3 separate regions of the Mus musculus genome follow, and all the other regions are linked to region 1. A link is a contact called in public ChIA-PET and HiChIP or PLAC-seq data. All regions are on one chromosome and are shown on one strand. The core of a region is the stretch at or near the end of the contact, and the rest is flanking DNA. Distances in the headings are between cores, read along the strand shown.

The links. ChIA-PET counts read pairs in DNA pulled down with a chosen protein or histone mark. HiChIP or PLAC-seq counts read pairs in DNA pulled down with a chosen protein or histone mark.
Region 2: a contact with region 1 is called in an RNA polymerase II ChIA-PET map of memory CD8 T cells, with 13 read pairs. The contact joins the enhancer-like site here to the promoter of Ubr2 in region 1. A contact is called at or near these places in 1 of 39 promoter capture datasets (the 3T3-L1 cell line), 1 of 484 Hi-C or Micro-C datasets (bone marrow-derived macrophages), 7 of 115 datasets of contacts at active chromatin or transcription factors (bone marrow-derived macrophages, embryonic stem cells, fetal liver and 3 more) and 2 of 9 other capture datasets (macrophages and pancreatic islet).
Region 3: a contact with region 1 is called in an H3K27ac HiChIP or PLAC-seq map of microglia, with 7 times the contacts expected there. The contact joins the promoter of Cnpy3 here to the promoter of Ubr2 in region 1. A contact is called at or near these places in 3 of 39 promoter capture datasets (the SN4741 cell line, hippocampal neurons and pre-B cells), 2 of 484 Hi-C or Micro-C datasets (B cells and CD4 T cells), 3 of 115 datasets of contacts at active chromatin or transcription factors (the SCID.adh cell line, effector CD8 T cells and microglia) and 1 of 9 other capture datasets (adipose tissue).

Annotation. Positions count from the first base shown.
Region 1 is chr17:47,008,355-47,012,418 of GRCm38.p6, reverse strand. Ubr2 (ubiquitin protein ligase E3 component n-recognin 2) reads left to right here and starts at 1,887. Exons shown (of 47, transcript NM_146078.3): 1 at 1,887-2,277. The coding sequence starts at 2,200.
Region 2 is chr17:47,269,920-47,273,983 of GRCm38.p6, reverse strand. All of the region lies in intron 1 of Trerf1 (transcriptional regulating factor 1), which reads right to left. Among named protein-coding and RNA genes, the nearest start is that of Trerf1, 42 kb to the right of the region's middle. Within about 2 kb of position 1,788, at least 43 of the 459 cell types and tissues checked have an H3K27ac peak or open chromatin away from gene starts, as enhancers often do. A contact at or near this core is called in bone marrow-derived macrophages, fetal liver and memory CD8 T cells, where this site is marked.
Region 3 is chr17:46,750,158-46,754,221 of GRCm38.p6, reverse strand. It overlaps Cnpy3 (canopy FGF signaling regulator 3), which reads left to right and starts at 2,008. Exons shown (of 6, transcript NM_028065.4): 1 at 2,008-2,249. The coding sequence starts at 2,099.

The sequences.
Region 1 (4,064 bases), core at 638-3,137:
TACATGGGAATTGAAAATGGAGCCATTAGATCATTTTTAGAAGGGCATGAAGGTAGGAGTGTGCGAAGGTGAGGGTGGATCTCAGAAGAAAGGGTTTATTGCAGCTCACAGATTCAGAGAGTGAGTCTACATCTTGGTGGGGGAGCCTGGAAGCAGGTAGGTAGGCATAGCGCTCAAGCAGTAGCTGAAAGTTTACAACTGACCCACAAGTAGTAGGCAGAGGTAGGAGCTAACTGGAAAGGGCTAGGACTTTTGAAACCTGAAAGCCCTCCCCTAGTGACACACCTCCTCCACACAGTTCCACCAGTGGGGAAGCAAGCATTTAAATATATGAGCCCCTTGAAGGGCCATTCTCATCCAGACCGCCACACACGCTCTTCCAGGGTCCCACTCCTGACTTTAGCTCATCTAATGCCTTTGTGTTCCCTAACCACAAAGGTACCACCATTTTGTGCTCTTCTCTTTGGCTACCAGGCTTTTAAGACAATGGCCCCCCCAAGTAATAGGAGTTGGAAAAGGCTGGGGAGTCTGGCATCAACCAGAGCTTGAGCTTGCCTCCCAGAAAGAGGTGTCTTACAGTTTCTACAACTTGCAAGAGAGACTGGAGTCAAGATAATGATGGACCAGCGATGGACTAGGACCACACCTTGACCAGGGCTGCCCTTTCTTTAAAACTAAACCTCATGTCAGGACTCTGAAAGGTAGTGAACTTGAGGGTGGGCAGATGGTCACTGGACCTTTTTGTCCCTCTCCCCAATGTGGCTATATCGAATAAGTCTCCTTTCTCTGTCTCTTCATTATTGCTTATCTCTTTAATTGTTATATTGAGGATATATGCTTGAGCCTAGCTTGTTAGAGCCGCAGGTTCCAAGGTCTAACCCTAACAACTCCAGTACAAGATACCAGCCTCTTCCTACAGGGCAATTAGGGTTTGTCTGGTCATCTGTGAGAGCCTAATCTTCTCCACGAAGATAATTTAAAAGATATTCAAATACATGTCACAAATTACAGTCAGTGTATATAAGCCTCCAATCGGTCTGCTTTTAGATCTGCTTCTGTCAGTATAGTCTTAAAGCAATGCAGCTAAAAAAAAAAAAATATCCAGTATTTCTTCTGTTGCTTTGTGGCCTGCCATTGAACCTTAAAGTCTTTTTTTTTTTTTTTTTTTTTTTTTTTTCCTTGACCTTTTGAGAAACTGCAAAAAACAATGGCAGTCGCAGCTCTAGCCCTGGCTCTCCCTCCGCGCAGCCGCAGGAGTAGGCAGGCTGGACGCGGAAGTAAGCGCGTGCTTCCAGGGTTGTCTGACTCTGAGAGTTGGTCTTTAAGTTGATTCGTTGGACGCCTTTTCTGATGCAACAAGACTTAAGGAAAGAAAAGGATATATATCAATCAATGGTCATAAATTAAATGTCTTGCAATTGTACCTTAAAACTTTTCAAAATCTCGGTACTAAATACACCTCGGTGACTAGTGCCAGGATGACAAGGCATTAGAACCTCCGGGATAGAACGCGCGATTCATTCATTCTTTTGACAATTGAGGGTTTATCAGATACCAGACTTTTGACAGACAGCTGTGTGTCTATCGCGCCAGGAATGATTATTCTTGGTGCTGGGGAGATAAAAAAAAAATGACAAGAATAAATAGGACTAAGAGACTAAGACGAGATCTCAAACGTTATTTCGTTCTTCTGGTGTCAAGCCCCTCTCACGGATTCTAAATTGTCTTTTTCCAGGCTTCCGCCAGGGGATGGACTACAACTCCCATGATACTCGTGTGCCGCTCCTTATTAGAGGCTTCGCTTCTCTCCCTGGCCGCTCAGGGGACGACTACAGTACCCAGAATGCCCTGCTCCCTCGCTTGGGTGTTTTTGCCCCTCTCTTGGCGTTGAACGCGGTAGTGGCTGTCCGGAGTGCCAGGCCTGGGGTTCTCGGTGTCCTTCCCCCGGTCACGGGCGAGGAGGCGACTTGACTTCTGGGCGCCGAGCCCGGGCGCGCGCGCAAGCGGCTGCCGTCCCCGCTGCAGGTTCGCGTCCCGCTTTGCTCCTCGCGCATCTCGGCTCGGCGGCAGCCCGGACGGCCCGGGACTGACGGCCCCAGGACAGGGGTGACCGTCGCGGCTGCGGGAGCAGAGGCGAAGCTGAGGCCCGGGGAGAGGCGACAGCGGCGAGAGCACCCGGGGAGAGGAGGAGGAGAGAAGATGGCGTCGGAGATGGAGCCCGAGGTGCAGGCCATCGACCGCAGTTTGCTGGAATGTTCTGCCGAAGAGATCGCAGGGGTGAGTGCGGGAGCCCGGGAGGGCTACGTCCGGCCCTCGTAGGCCGCGCCCCGGGGGAGGAACAGAGTCCTGGGAATCCCGGAGCCCGCCACTGACTTCGGCTAACAGCGGCGCTGGCCATGTCCCGTGGGGAAAAGGACCCAGGAGGCCATCGAGCCTGCTCCGCGCCTTCGGTGCTCAGATCCTCCTTATACGCGGCGACTCTTACTACAGAGCTTTCATTATCCCTAATTAGCTTCACTCTCCATTAAGTCTACAACACTTGGGTTTTTGCCCTATATGCTGGCTGTTGGAAGATGGGAGCGAGCGGCTTCCTAACGTTGTCGTATAAGCGCCCTACTTTACCTTCTGATGCCATTTCTTAGGATAAGCGGAGCAGTGTCTGCGCCGAAGGATTCTATCCTCTCCCAGCTCCAACTTTGTTGCTGGGGGGCGGGGAGGGGAGTTTACCCAGGCTGCAGGCAGCACAGTCCAACATTACCCCCTCGGTGCTTTTTTAAAAAGTTGTTTTGCACTTGTTTATTTCGTTAGATGGTAACCTTGGTGCCTGTGTGTAATGTAGTGGTGCCTCGACACGTTTGCTAAGCATGGAGGCTGGCAGATTTAAAAAAAAAAATACATAATTTTTCTAGGAGTTGGGAAAAGTTGGACGGAGAACAAACGTTATATAACTTTGAAAAAGCAGCTTTGGTGAACAGATGCAAGCTCATTAATGATAGCGTTGATCACAGCCTATCAGGAACCCTTAGGCCCTAAACTTAAGCCATTCAGACACAGTAAAGACTTAAAATGTAGTATCAACAAGCGCCGATACAAGTAGCAAAGTTACAAAGACAACAACTTTCAACAAACTCAGCGTCATCTTTTGCCAGTGAGGGCAGGGGACACCTATCAGAACAGATTGTCCACGGTGACTGTAAATAGCTCAGACAATTGGGAGCCTAGTCTCAGAGGCCTCCAGTTGAAAAAGCTCCCAGGAAATGAGTGACTCTTTATTTAACACATCATCACACAGGATGTTAGGGTCAGTAGTTGGGATGTGCCGTCGGTGATGAATATTTGGAGTGAATAGACCAGAGGAAGATAGTTTGGGTGAGGAAATGAGAGGGAAGTGGGGGTAATTTAAAAAAAACAAAACAAAACAAACCACTGTTGCCTGGTGAGTTTTAAGTTTTGTATTCTTGTGAGGCTAAGTAAGGTGTGAAGTCTGTTTTCCTGTACTCTGTGTGATATCACACAACCCAAGGATTTTTTTTTTACCTGATACCTCCCCCCATTTGCCTTTGATTTATCAAAGACATCTGGAAAAAGAAATGAAGGCTCTATTATAAGAAAACAGGAAAATAAATAATTAGTGACGTGGCTTGGTATCTCTGCTCGTGTTGGAGGCAGAGGGGATTTTTTTTTTCCTACCACTGAGTTTGTTGCATCTGTTTCTGGTGGTGACGCCAGCTGTGTTACCCCCCCCCCCATTCTGACAGTGGCGAGGTGTCCTGAGGATCTCGAGGAAGCTGTTTATAAAGCCAGTGCCGGAGGCAGTTACTCCCAGCTCGCTCTTACGTGGTGACAATTTCAAGCAGATGGAATGGGGAAAAATAAGGGAAATGCAACAAAACCTTTATTTTTATTTATTTATTTATTTTTTTTTATTTATAATTGTACGTGTGTGTGTCTGTGTTGCAGTATGTACATATGAGTGCAAGGTCCCCTGGAACTGGAGTGACAGATGCTAGAGTGAATTCTGCTTCAAGAGTGGTCTCTCCAGACTTACTCCGAGTTTGAGGAGA
Region 2 (4,064 bases), core at 539-3,038, 260 kb before region 1:
CTGGGATCTCAGGACAAAGAGCCACAGCAGCGCCCAAGAAGCTGTGGAACCATCTCTCTAACTGGACAGGAAGACCCTGGCATGGACCCCAGGGACGTCGAGCACCAGGTGGTCATGGAGGCTGTTTTTCCAAGCAGACAGAGCCAGTAAAGCGGTCTGAGCATTGGGCAACACCACGGGTCTGCTGGAGATTGAGACGGCTGTACAGAAAGCTCAGGCCTCAAGAATGAAGCCGCCAGGGCAGAGGGAATGGCTCAGTCAGTAAGATGCTGCCCTGCAACAGGAAAACCTGAGTTGGAAGCCGGGAACCCACGTGAGGAGACAAAAAAAAAAAAGAAAGAAAAGAAAAGAAACAAACCACGCAGCCTGTCATGGGGAGGCAAAGACAGGCAGGGGCTTTCCTAGTCAGGCCGTAGCCAACTTGGTAAGATCAAGGCCAAGGAGAGACCTAATCTCAAAAACACAGTGGGCAGTTTTCAGGAATAACAGTGTAAGGGTGTTATCTGGCCTACACACACACGACCAACATTCAACAAAAACTAACACACCCACAAGCAGACCATCAGAGGAAAATAGCCGAAGCTGAAGAGGCACCAACTCATCTGGAGTATGCAAATGAGGAACCAAGAATCTGGAGTATGGACATAAGGCATGAGAACCTGGAGTATGTACGCAAGGAACCAAAAACCTGGAATATGTACATGGGAAACCAAAAATCTGGAGTATCCAAATGAGAAACCAAGAACCAGGAGTTTGCAAATGAGGAACCAAAAAAATCCGGAACATGCAAATGAGGAACCAAGAATCTGGAATATGCAAACTAGGAACCAAAAATCAGGCGTATATAAGTGAGGCGCCAAGAACCTGGAATATATACATGGGAAACCAAAAACAAAAAAACAAAAAAAACCCCAAAAACCAAAAACAACCCTGGAGTATGCAAATGAGGAATAGGAACCTAGAGTATGCAAATGAGGAATAAGATCCTGGAGTATGCAAATAAAGAATAAGGACCTGGTGTATATAAGTAAGGAATAGGAACCTGGAATATGCAAATGAGGAGTAAAAACCTGGAGTATGTAAATGAGGAACCAAGATCCTGGAGATTGAATCCAAGATTCTAGACCCAAGAAAAGTCTAGGCAATAAAATTCAGGTTTATTGTAATTGTAGATTTGGTTATCACTACAGAACTGGGTATCTTCTGCTTTGCTGTAGTGGCCAGGGAATCTACAGTCAGTCAACCCTGGCAGCCATGTAGCCAGCTAAGTTCACAGGTCTAGGAAAGGTCCCCGAAGAATAGCATGGAAATGACCTCTAGCAAGTCACTCCTCCTTGGCCTATCATTATTTTTCATTTATTGGAGGCACCGTCTCATGTAGCCCAGGCTGGCTTCAACTTGATAAGTAACCAAGGATGACCTTGAATATCAGATCTTCCTGCCTCCACCTACGAAGTGCTGAGATTAGAGATGAACATGACCACACCCAGTTTAAGTGGTACTGGGGAACCCTTGGCTTCCTGCTTGCTCAGCAAGCGCTTTCTCAACTGAGCTACATCCTCAGCTCCTGTGTGCCCCAAATGTGCCCGGTGCCATCAACAGTCAGAAGAGAGCATGTGGCCCTTGAAATTGGAGCTACAGACTCCTGTCTTCATCCTGCTTTTAGATCTTGTTATTAATTGGAGAGGTTTTCCCTGCCTCCAGAGCCAGAGACTAGATCTACTAAGATGAGTGGAGCAGATGTCCTGATCTGGGCACAGGCCAGCTCCCTCAGTGTGGGCAGGCGCAGGCCATGGCCACTGTCCAAGTAGTTTTGCTGATTTGAGGGAAGGCGCACAGTATTTTAGTCAGGGTCAGATTTACTACTGCTGAAACTCCATGACCAAAAGCAAAACATTTCTTTGGCCGTCACATCTTGAACCACATAGCCTGTTCAGGAAAACCAAGGAAGGAAACCAAACAGGGTGGGAAATTGGAGGCAGGAGCTGATGCAGAGGTCATGAAGGGTGCTGCTTTCTGGCTTGTTCCTTGTGGTTTTCTTGGCTTGTTTTCTCTTTCTCCTCCTCCTCCTCCTCCTCCTCCTCCTCCTCCTCCTCCTCCTCCTCCTCCTCCTCCTCCTCCTCTTCTCCTTCCTCCTCTTCTCCTTCCTCCTCCTCCTCTTCTCCTCCTCCTCTTCTCCTTCTTCCTCCTCCTCTTCTTCCCTCCTTCCCCCTCTCCTTTGTCTTTTTAGTTTTTGAGACAGGGATGCTCTGTGTAGCCATGGGTGTCCTGGAACTTGCTCTGTAGACCAGGTTGGTTTCGAATTCAGAGATCCACCTGCCTCTGCTCCGGCTGCTGGGATTTGGGTATGTGCTGTCATGGCCACCACTGTCCCGCCTCAGCCACTTTCTTATAGAACTCAGGACCATCAATACAGGCTAGTACCACTCAGAGTCAACCACTTATTAAGAAAATGCCCCCAGGTCTACCTATATTGGGATCATATAGAGGCATTTTCTATCTGAGGCTCCCTCAGTTTGTGTCAAGTTGATAGATAATTGGCCCGGACAGTGGGAGAGGGCGACTGCCTTGTAGTTAATTTGCTCCAACAGAATTTCTGAAGTGGATCTCAGGGCCATGCTCGTGTGCACAGAGGGAGGCAGATGCCGTGCTTCACCCTCGGAGCCAACTTCCCCCTCAACAGTTTAAAAGATGGGCTATTCTCCCCCACCCATAAACCTCATTTGTTGCCAACAGATTCAAAATAAAAGGAAGAAAATCCCCTTACAGTCCTGCCCCTTGGTGAGGACATTTCCTTCTTTGCTCCTCTTGAATTTTAGTCAATCTCTCCAGACTGGCCTCAAACCCACTGTGTAGCTGAGGGCAGTCTTGAACCTCTGCTCTTCCTGCCTCTTTCTCCTGAGTGCCAAGATTACAACTGTGCATTACCATACCTGATTTTGTAGGTTTCTGAGATAGGGTCTCTGTAGCCTGGAACTTAACATGAATCCAGGTTGGTCTCAAACACATGGTGATTCTCCTACCTGGGTTGCAGGTTAAGCCACCATGCCCGGCGTCCTAATATAATTTGGATGTTACATCTCCCCTGTCTTATTTGGTTTTAACTATCAACTTGGCTCAACCTAGAAATCACCTGAGAGTCTCTACAGAGGGACTCTTCCAATCAGATTGGCCTAAGGGCATGTCTATGGTAGACTGTCAGCTGATAGAAAAGGGCCAGCCACTGGGTGACATAGGCAGGCAGCTTTGGACTGTGTAGGAAAGCTAGGCAGGCACCAGCTAGCCAGCAAGAAGTATCACTCACACCCCCATGAGACTTCTTTGGTTTTGGAGTTGAAGTTGGGGCCAGAGTTAATTCTGTATGGAATAGCAAGCAGGCTTGCCTATAAGTTCCTGCCTCAACTTCCTTCAGTGATGACCTGGGACCTGAAAGTATAAGCTAAATAAATCCCTCCTTTCCCCCTAAGTTGCTTTGGTCATGATATTGCTAACAGTGGAAGGATGAAAGTCTGACAATGCTTTCTTCAGTGTTAGTCTTATAGCTTAGAAGATCAGTAGATAAGCCAGGAGTGGTGGCAGACACCTTTAGTCCCAGAACATCTCTGTGACTTTGAGAACAGCTGGATCTTTGGAGCAAAGTCCAGGCAGCCAGGGCTAAATGCAAGACCTTGTCTAAAATACATAAATATATATACACATACACAAATGCATCCATATAACCATAATAACCATATATCCATCCATACACACACATATTCATGCATTTACATATACAAACACACATATAATACATATGTATGCACACACATATATACTAAACACATACATGCACATCCATATATTCACATACATATATGCACAATACATACACACATACATATACACGTGTATCTATACAGCCATATACATACATAGCAGAACACATACATGCATATGCACACATACATACACACATATATACCTACAGACATGCATACAAACACACATACACATACATACCAAATACACACACACACATACATACATACACATACATACCAAATACATACATACATACATACATA
Region 3 (4,064 bases), core at 759-3,258, 260 kb after region 1:
TCTGTGCCTTGGTCATGGTGTCTGTTCACAGCAGCAAAACCCAGCCCCCCCCCCCCTGCTCCCCTATGGCCTGGCCACTCTCCTGCCTCAAAAGGCTGAGAATGGGTGTGTGGGTGTTATGGCCCTTAGAGGAGTTTGAGGGATGGGGCTTACTGACACAACTGCTTTAAACTAGACACCACTGACTACAAAGGACAGGCTGGGCATGGAAGTCTTCGTAAGGGCAGCAAATCCACCCAGACCTGGAAAGAAACTCAATGGAAACGGAGCTTTCTGGACAACGCTGCAGTTGCTAACAGCTTCCCAGAGTTGAGCTCAAGGCAGTTTAAAGGAAACCTGAGGAGTCAGAGAGTCCCCCTAGGACCAAGGCTGGCCTTGAACTCTTCATCCTTCTGCTTCTCCCAAAAGCTATGGTCTTTCTTTCTGCCTTCACCTTCTCTGGTGTGATGGAGCCGCACCATCCCACCTGACTGATATTGCCCACTTTTTATCTCCTGCCAGATTGAGTCCAGAACCTCATGCACACGAGGCAGCCCCTCTGTAGCTAAGGAAGGTCTGTGTTCAGCCAGGGAGCCCTCAGCAAGGATCTCTTAGCTCAAGTCCCCTGATGCTGCAGAGGCAGGAGAGAAGTGTAAATGTCCAATGCCAGGTTCCTGCCTTTTAGGAGCTCAGAATCCAAACAAATAACAAAAGAGATTGGAATACCATACAAAAAATGCTGGGATGTTTATCCATCTGTCCCACATACTTCAAGGTGGTTTTGTTTTGTTTTGTAGATATGGCCTCAAGTAGCTCAGGCTATATCTCCCTCCCCCTCACTATATAGCCAATGACAGGTTTATGCCAGCCTGGAGATGGATCACCAGGGATTTGCACATGGTAGTCAAGTGCTAGGCAAAGATCTCCCAGTGAGCAACATCCCTAAAACTAGGGATTTCTTTTTTAATTCCATTAATTCATGAATTATTGATTTGAGCTTCCCAACAGGCAAACCTCGAGATGTAGGAGGATCACTCTTTGTTTGTTTTTCGAGACAGAGTTTCTCTGTGCAGCCCTGGCTGTCCTGGAACTCACTTTGTAGACCAGGCTGGCCTCGAACTCAGAAATCTGCCTGCCTCTGCCTCCCGAGTGCTGGGATTAAAGTCGTGTGACCATGCCCGGCTAAGAGGATCACTCTTATCTGTTTATTAATCTAGTTTTCATAAGGAGAAACGCAATTACTGGATATCTGGGCTGTTGTGAGGCCCTAAGTATCTATTCGAGTGAGTGGCTGCAATAATAAGCCTTAAAAGCCGGTGTCTAGTGAGTGCTTGCAACTTTATAAAGAAAGCCATGGTTAGGGTTGATGAGTTAGGTTAGTGACTAAAGAGGGCCACCATTAAGCCTTAAGGATCCAAGTTTGAGGTCCAGAACCAACATGGTGGAAGGAGGCAACTGATTCCAGTCGTCTTCCAACCCAAAATAAATATATAAAGACTTTTTTATTAACACCTTAATGGGGGTGGGGGTGCGGGGAGAGGACCACGAGGCCCGGTGTGGAGGTGCACTTAGAGGCAGCTGGATTTCTGAATTCGAGGCCGGCCTGGTCCACGCAGTAAATTCCAGGACAGCCAAGGATACAAAGAAACCCTGTCTCGAAGAACAAAAGACAGAAAACAAGAAACAAAACCATGAAAGATAGTCCGTTATCCAGGGCTAGAATGCCCAAGGCTGGTTCATCCAAGGTATGATGAAGGTTCACCCGCTAGGAACTGATGCTCCAGCTACTGAGCCTCCTTTAGCTGGCAGTGATATCGCTATAGGGCGCCAAAGCCACCATCCGCTCTCTGATTGGCTGAGATGGGAAAAAAAAAAGATAGTTCCTCTCATTGGCTATAAAGCAGACGCCGAGCGAACCCATTGGTTGCGTCGCCCGCGGGCCTTGGTCGGTTTCGCAAGCCGCTAGAGGCTACCGGGCGTGGGGCGGGCCGGAGCTCGCCGTTGCCGTGGTTACCCAGAGGCACGTGCGCAGTCCCGGAAGCGGCCGGGGGAAGCTGCTCCGCGCGCGCTGCCGGAGGAAGCGCCGCCGGGTCCGCTCTGCTCTGGGTCCGGCTGGGCCATGGAGTCCATGTCTGAGCTCGCGCCCCGCTGCCTCTTATTTCCTTTGCTGCTGCTGCTTCCGCTGCTGCTCCTTCCTGCCCCGAAGCTAGGCCCGAGTCCCGCCGGGGCTGAGGAGACCGACTGGGTGCGATTGCCCAGCAAATGCGAAGGTGAGGGGGCGGGGCCGCGGGGCGTAGCCAAGCCCGAGGGGCGGGAGGGGGCGGGGCCTGTGGGAAGGGTCTGGGCCTGGCAGGACCTGGGCTGGGGTCTCCTTGGCCCTGCTGTGTGCTTTGCGGCAATGCTGGGTGCTGTGACTCTCGGATAACCTGGAGATCCCTGCTTTTGGGCGAATCCGGGGGTAGTTGCTCATCAAGACTAGAGGTGGGGGTGGAGGGAAGGCTTCATACAGGAAGCCTGCTGCGAAATGAAGAGTTGGCCAGGGAAAGCATGGCGTGCAGAGGAACTCACTCCGCAGAAACCACAGAAACAGAGGCAGATGAGGAGGCCCTGCCGGCCTAGAAGCCAGAGGGCGAATTTGAGGAACTGAAAAGGTCCATATGACGTAGAAAAGGGAACCTGAAAATTTTCCCGTGGTGCTTTCACTACAACCTAATTTGTGTATGGTTTTGGCTTCTTGAGAACAGGTACTGAGTTGCAAATATTTATTGGCAGACCAAAAAAAAAAAGGGGGGGGGCTTTACATAGGATTATATGGAGGGGCGGTGAGTGTATGTGGAGAGAAGAGACTCACACTCAAAGGATCAAGAGGTCACTTTTTTGAAAGCATCGAGCGCAGAGGAGACTGAAGTGAAGGAGGTAGATTTTAAAAATCGAAGGACAAGGAACTGAGACCTCTCTTTTGCCCTGCTCATCATTGCTCAGTTTCCTCTCAGACCTTTGCAGCCATCGACCTTCTTTCTAAGTCCTCGAAGGCCCCCCTCCCCCGAGTATTCTGGATATCCATTTTATGCACCAAGCAGATGTACACAGGCCAGATGTTCCCTAAGCACTGGATGCTGGGCTGGTGGTTTGGGACACATTAATCCTCCCATTTGAGCTGTTAAATGTGTGGCGAATGGGGGCAGGGGACTCGGCTCAGTGGGTAGAGTGATTGCCAGAGGATCTGAGTTCAGATCCCCAAGACAGATATAAAAAGCCAGACGCTGCAATGTTTGTGCACCCCTGATCCCCGCACCTCCGCACCTAAAGAGATGCACAGGAGACCAGCCAGTCCAACCAAATGATCACGCTCCAGGTTCAAGTGAGAAACCTTGTCTGAAAAACAAAAGATGAAGAACAGTATCAGAAAGGAACTCTGGCCTCCATGTGCATATCCACATATCCACACACGTGTGTGCACACACACACTGTAACTACATAGGACTTTTTGTTTTTAAGTGAGACTCCCTAGAGTTAATGTGAGTTCACTGGAAGATACCTGTTAAAAGGTCTCACCTGTTCTAGGATGGTCCCTTACCTCCCCACCAGTCCTGGGCTTTTGTTTTCTTTGTTTTGTTTCTTTTCTTTTCTTTTACTCTTTCAAGACAAGGTTTCTCTGTGTAGCCCTGGCAATCCTGGAACTTGCATTGCAGACCAGGCTGGCCTCAATCTCAGAAATCTGCCTGCCTCTGCTTTCCAAGTGCTGGGATTAAAGGCGTGCGCCACCACTGCCCGGCTTCTTTTAAAGTTTTGTAAGGTTTTTATTTATGTATTTTTGTATACGAGTGCTCTATTTGCATAAGTGCCTCATGATGGAAGAGGGCATCAGACAGATGAGAGCATCAGATCTCATTACAGGTGGTTGTGAGCCACCAAGTGGGTGTTGGGAATTGAACTCGGGACCTCTGGAAGAACAGCCAGGACTCTCAAAGCTGAGCCATTGCCCCAGCCCCCATCTTTCTCCTTTTCTTTTTTCTTTTGGTTTTTCGAGACAGGGTTTCTCTGTGTAGCCCTGGCTCTCCTGGAACTCACTTTGTAGACCAGGC